2 separate regions of the Sus scrofa genome follow, and region 2 is linked to region 1. Evidence: chromatin contacts called from public Hi-C data. All regions are on one chromosome and are shown on one strand. Each heading gives the region's core, a stretch centred on a gene start, on an enhancer-like site or on the middle of the called end of the contact. The rest is flanking DNA. Distances are from core to core; before and after follow the strand shown.

What was found. A called contact is a pair of places that touch in the nucleus more often than the background predicts.
Region 2: a contact with region 1 is called in a Hi-C map of liver, with 2.6 times the contacts expected there. The contact joins the enhancer-like site here to the promoter of MKLN1 in region 1. A contact is called at or near these places in 1 of 5 promoter capture datasets (liver), 2 of 47 Hi-C or Micro-C datasets (alveolar macrophages and liver) and 1 of 2 datasets of contacts at active chromatin or transcription factors (alveolar macrophages).

What each region holds. Positions count from the first base shown.
Region 1 is chr18:17,831,214-17,833,835 of Sscrofa11.1, reverse strand. MKLN1 (muskelin) reads left to right here and starts at 1,317. Exons shown (of 19, transcript XM_021078931.1): 1 at 1,317-1,452. LOC106506781 (a long non-coding RNA gene) reads right to left here. Exons shown (of 12, transcript XR_002340361.1): 8 at 1-62.
Region 2 is chr18:17,998,698-18,001,319 of Sscrofa11.1, reverse strand. The region is part of intron 1 of LOC110257572 (a long non-coding RNA gene); the gene reads right to left. Among named protein-coding and RNA genes, the nearest start is that of MIR29B-1, 40 kb to the left of the region's middle. Within about 2 kb of position 1,304, at least 34 of the 83 cell types and tissues checked have an H3K27ac peak or open chromatin away from gene starts, as enhancers often do. A contact at or near this core is called in liver, where this site is marked.

The DNA of each region.
Region 1 (2,622 bases), core at 68-2,567:
GCTTTGTTGCTGACAACAGTAAAAACTTGTTTGTGTCAGGAAGTGAGGTACGAAGATACGACCTGGAAGGTACAGACAAAACCATAGTGGCAGTTTTTGTGTTACTTTTCTGACCACATTCTTTCAAATGGTGAGAAGCAGCTGATCTGCTGTAACATGCGTATATGGGTTTGGTGGGAAATCAAATAATCAGAACAACACATTTTCCTCTAATCATAATGACCATGCTAGTAGACACTAGAAATTACATATGGATTTACATATGTGTGTGTAGAGAGAGAAAAGTGTATGCCTTTATATGATATTTTGACCAAAAACTTTGTCGTCATTTCTAGCATTTAACTGAAGCATGTAACAAACACTTTGACCCAACCAAGTCCAGTTATGTGTGGAGACTGTAACATCGTTTTGAGTGCCTTCCTGTTATTGAATCACAACCCCCAATCCCAAATCTCTGCCTGAAAGTTTGTGTGGACCCTGGGATTTTATCCTGGAAATGTAAGCCAAACAGCTCTTTCTATGTTTTAGTTCATGCTTTTCCATTTATAAGGACAATTCCCTGTTGGATTGGCAGAATAAAAAGAAACTTCACAGGAAACGGAAGAGTGAGATGGAAGAGCATCCTCTCTTTGGGCTTTGCCCTGACTCTTCCTACCTCATCAGTTTTCCTCATCAGCCATGATGCATGATCTCCACTACATTCCCTCTGATCCCTTAATGTGTCCCCCAATATTTCCCTCCCTATGGAATGCCTAATTCTTCCATCCCTTTCCCCTTTTCTGTTTTTGCCTCCCAATTCAGACCCGCACTGCCTGGATACTTAGTTCAGGCCTCCCCACATTCTGCCTCCCAGTCCTCCTTCCCCAGCAGGTCCCCTCCTCCCCTTCCCAGTTAGGTCTCCCTTCTCAGCAACTCTACCTCCTTACCTCTCTTTGACCTCCTTTATTCTCCTTCACAGTCTGGCCCTCGACTTCTCGGCCTCTTCTTGCCCTTCTTTCCCCGCAATGTCCTGCCTCTACAGGGGTCTCCTTCACACCCTTCTCTCAGGTCCCATCCCTTCTGACGCCGAACCCCAGCATTCCTCAAGGGCTTGGCCTGATAGGCTTTAGCCTGATTTTGTTCCTGTGGCCCTGGGCTGGGAAAAGAGTGTATGGTGCAAAGTGGGGGCAAGAATCCCCTTCGACGGTGGCCCCTGCCTGGTTCCCCCTCCGCCCCTCCCAAGTCCCGGTTGCGGCGCTTCCTGGGCGGATGGCTGGGACTTGCTGCAGCAGCTGCGGTTCTGCTGTGTCATGCAAGAAGGAGGCGGCGGCGGCCGGAGCAGGAGGGGGAGGAGGGGAGGAACCTGATCTCTCCGGTAGCGAAGGGCTGGAGGCAAACACCGAGTTCCCCCTGAGCCGCCCGGGAGCAGGGAGGGCTCCGCTACCCCGGGGGGCCCTCCCCGCGGGGCAGATGGTAAGTGGGGTGGCGCAGGTGGTCGCCTTGGGAAGGGAGCGCGCAAGGGGGGGTTAGGTGGGGAAACGGGGAGAACTAGAAATCACCCCAGCCAAACTGAAGGAGCCCAGTGTCCAGCTGAAAGGAACCCGGGCTGTAATAAGGATGACCAGCAGCAATAGTTACCATTCAAATAATACCCTGCAGTGGACCCAGGCTTCACGGAGTTGTGCATCCTGAACCAAGGACTGAGCTAGAGGCAATGAATGATTCAGGGTTTGAGAACCACCAGCCCATCAGCCCTGGCGCTTTAGGGTACAGCTGAGTAGCAAAAGTCAACATACACATATTCCTATAGCCTGGCTGAGCTTTATGGGTTGTCTTGTTTAAAACTAGGGAAGGGGATGGAAACCTGCCCAACCTCACTTTAGCCACGAAAATAATGGTCTTGGCCAGTGGCCTTGGACAAACAGCCTCTGGTGCAATTAAACAATCAATAGAAAAAATAGCTTCATTCTCTTTACCACTCTCCTTCCCCAAGCTTCTTCAACCAGAGTAATTGATTATACTTAAAGGAGAAAGAAAACTCTGCCTTGCGTTCCCTCCCACCCTGCCCTCTCTGGGCATCCACCCTACACAAACTGCCCGCCCCACCATTGACCCCCACTTTCAGACCATGAAGGGACTGCCTTAAACTCTGAACAATTTCACCTCTGCTGCCTTTTAGCCCTTTCCCGGGAGGGGAGTCAGAAACATGGAACTGAGAACAGTGACCACAGAGGCAGGCTGGAGGAACATTACCTCTTTACCTGAATGCAATTCTCAGGACAACTTTTTAAAAAATTATTATTCTTTTCCATTTTGCTCCTGGAAATTTCAAAGCACTTTCTGTAACATCATTTTTTTTTTTTTCTTCGTCAGTCATACATTAGCAGTAAGGGGTTGGCGGGATTAACTGAAAGGCTAATGACTGTCTCAAAAGCACATGCTGTTGCTAGGGAACTCAAGCTCATCCTGCTCTCTAATCACTAGCATGTTATGTGGAAATCAAACTTCTCAGGGTGTTATTAAAATGAATGGCATTTGGTTAAAGGCGTTCTCGCTTGTGTTGTAGCATCCTGGATTATTATCGATTGCCTCACACCCACATATCTTGTTTTCCTAATTTGATTTCTGAATGTGCGTCACTGC
Region 2 (2,622 bases), core at 55-2,554, 170 kb before region 1:
TGCATTTGGAGTGGATAAGCAATGAGATCCCGCTGTCTAGCACAGGGAACTATATCCAGTCGCTTGTGATGGAGCGTGATGGAGGCTGATGTGAAAAAAGGAGTGAGTGCATGTGTATATGTATGACTGGCTCACTCTGCTGTACGGTAGAAATTGGCAGAACACTGTAAAGCAACTCTAATGGAAAAAATAAAAATCATAAAATTAAAAAATTTCAAAAAAATAAAATAAAAAGGCCCCACTGTACATCAAGATCCTTCCTGACATAAAATGTAGTATATATACCTGTGTATAAAATTAAATGGTTTGGGCTTCTGCAAATATCCTTCAATCAAGGGTTCAAGAGAGGGGCTATTTTTGAGAAAGAGGTAATGAGATTTGTAACAGAAAACCTCAAAAGTATACTACTGACTTAACTGAGACAATTCTGGAAGTGTGGTGGTTGTGCTTTTTCTAGTGACGATCGGGTCCACCTCTGAGACCCTAATAAAATAATGTGGTCTCCCATGCCAGAGAAACCCAAGAAGGTGTGCCCTTTGAAGAGTGAATTAAATTCTGAGATATGTGAGTTAAGCAATCAATTCATTATTAGTGAGCTTTTGGTCTCACAGGATGGTTGTTTGCTGTAGGGACCTTGGCTTGTTCCTAAAGAAAGCGTGGCTCTGTGATACTTTGAAATAGTGTCTTCTCTCTGAAAAGTGAAAGCTGATACTTCTTGTAAGGAAAAATCCAGTGCCTGTGATCTACCCCATACAGTAGAGATTCTTTTTCATATCCATGGAGAAGCCATACATGCTCAATAATGCACCATGTGAAATTAATATGTAAGTAAATACAAGAGACTTTCTAGAATTCGGAAACCTGACATTGGGGAATGAGGTGAGCAGACGTGTGATGGGAAGAAGTGGCTATTTAGTGGCTTTGGACTTCCATGATTCCTGAAGGTTTTTAACAGAGCACTGGCTTTCCTAAAAGGATTTTGTAGCATTAACCCCAAAGGCAGCATAATCTTGCTGCAGTGTATATTAATGAAGGCCATTGGTAATGATACGCTTGCTTTTAGGCCTAAGTAGAAGCTGAATATGCAAGCAGATAATACAGAGTTCGCCACGGCTCCTTTTACAGTCCTCAGAAGCAGTGAGGCTGGGCTTCGGGAGCTCAGGGTGGAATGCTTGTTTTGGAGAGCATTCAGCAGAGAGCATTTGGTTTCCTCCATTTAACCAGGTCACCCAGGCATGGAATGCACAGCTCTGCCAGACAGAGAGCGTTGTGGATGCCTGAGAAACAACAGCTTGAACGGGCTACTGATGCGAAGAGAGGCCACGGTTTCCTTTTTCTCTGCTTTGAATGGAAGCCTTGACGTCACAACAGCTAGGAACCACTGGAGGGACAAATAACAGGGCTCAAGCCCACAGCGCCCTGCTCTGTGGAAGGCCCATTTTCCTCTCGTTCGGGTATTTTCTGTGGCTGCAGAGAGTCAGCCCCAGCAGAGGTGAATGTCTGGAGCTTAAAAATAGAGGCAGCCTCTGTGCTGATAAAACAGACCTGAGACCACACTCGTCATCACCTTCAAGAAATCTGGGTAAAGTAGAGCTCCTGCCTTAAGCTTATTTCTAACAGAATGGACTCCCCAGGGAAGGCCTGTGGTGATTTTGCTCAGGGTTCAGACCTCTGCATTTTCCCTGAAGAGCTGAGTTTCCTGAATTTCAAAGCAGGCCTCTTCGAAGAGGGGCTGGCACAAAGGCCCTGAGAGAGGCAAGGAGCTCACGAGAGCAGGCAGACCGCTTCTGCAAGAGACTTACCTTATTCTCTAGGACAGAAACATCCTTTAGGGATTTTATAATTTAAGTTCAAGCAATGAAACATGCACGTTTAGCACCCAACTGCAGGTGTTTGAACAAATGGGTGAAAAATGTTCAGAGGCTGGCAGGCTTAACTCACCATTATCTAGAATGAGTTGTCTGTATAAGTCATCACAGCAGTTGGAAAAGCATGATCTTTCATGTTTCAACCTTACATCAAAATTATAAATTATATTTAGCTACCTGAGTGCTGGCTCATTTATTTCCATTATAAACGCCATGCTAACTATAGACACACCGGGTGATCAGCAGGCACGATCTGAAAGCACTATCCCACTGCTTTCAGGCAACAGGGAACAGCTTTCTGTTGCCACAGGTTTGTCCCAAGTTCAGTCCTTTGCCCCTGGCGCGCTGACAACTTTCACCAAACCCAGACCCTAGCCTGAACCCACCGTGCTCAGGGGCCTTTGGGAAAGCCGAAGCTGGAAAACCGGGGCCTGAAGTGTCGCCTTTGAGGAGTGTGAGTGTCGTAGCAGCACAACAAACAGAGGGCAGTGGAAACAGCTGCTCCCATGACGTCTGTGCTCGTACTTGGAAAAGAAGTTGAGCAGAAGGAATAACACCCTTGAGCAACTTGGCCCCTTTTATAAGCTCTTTCCTTTCTTCATTAGATGGACACTTCCATAACTTCCCCGTGGTTACATCTTGTTTCAAGGGAATAATCTGCTACAGAGAGGTACTCACTTCCAAAGATAAAAGGGGGCATAACTCTGATCCAGACTCTCACTTACGACTCCCTACAACAGAAGACACTGCTTCT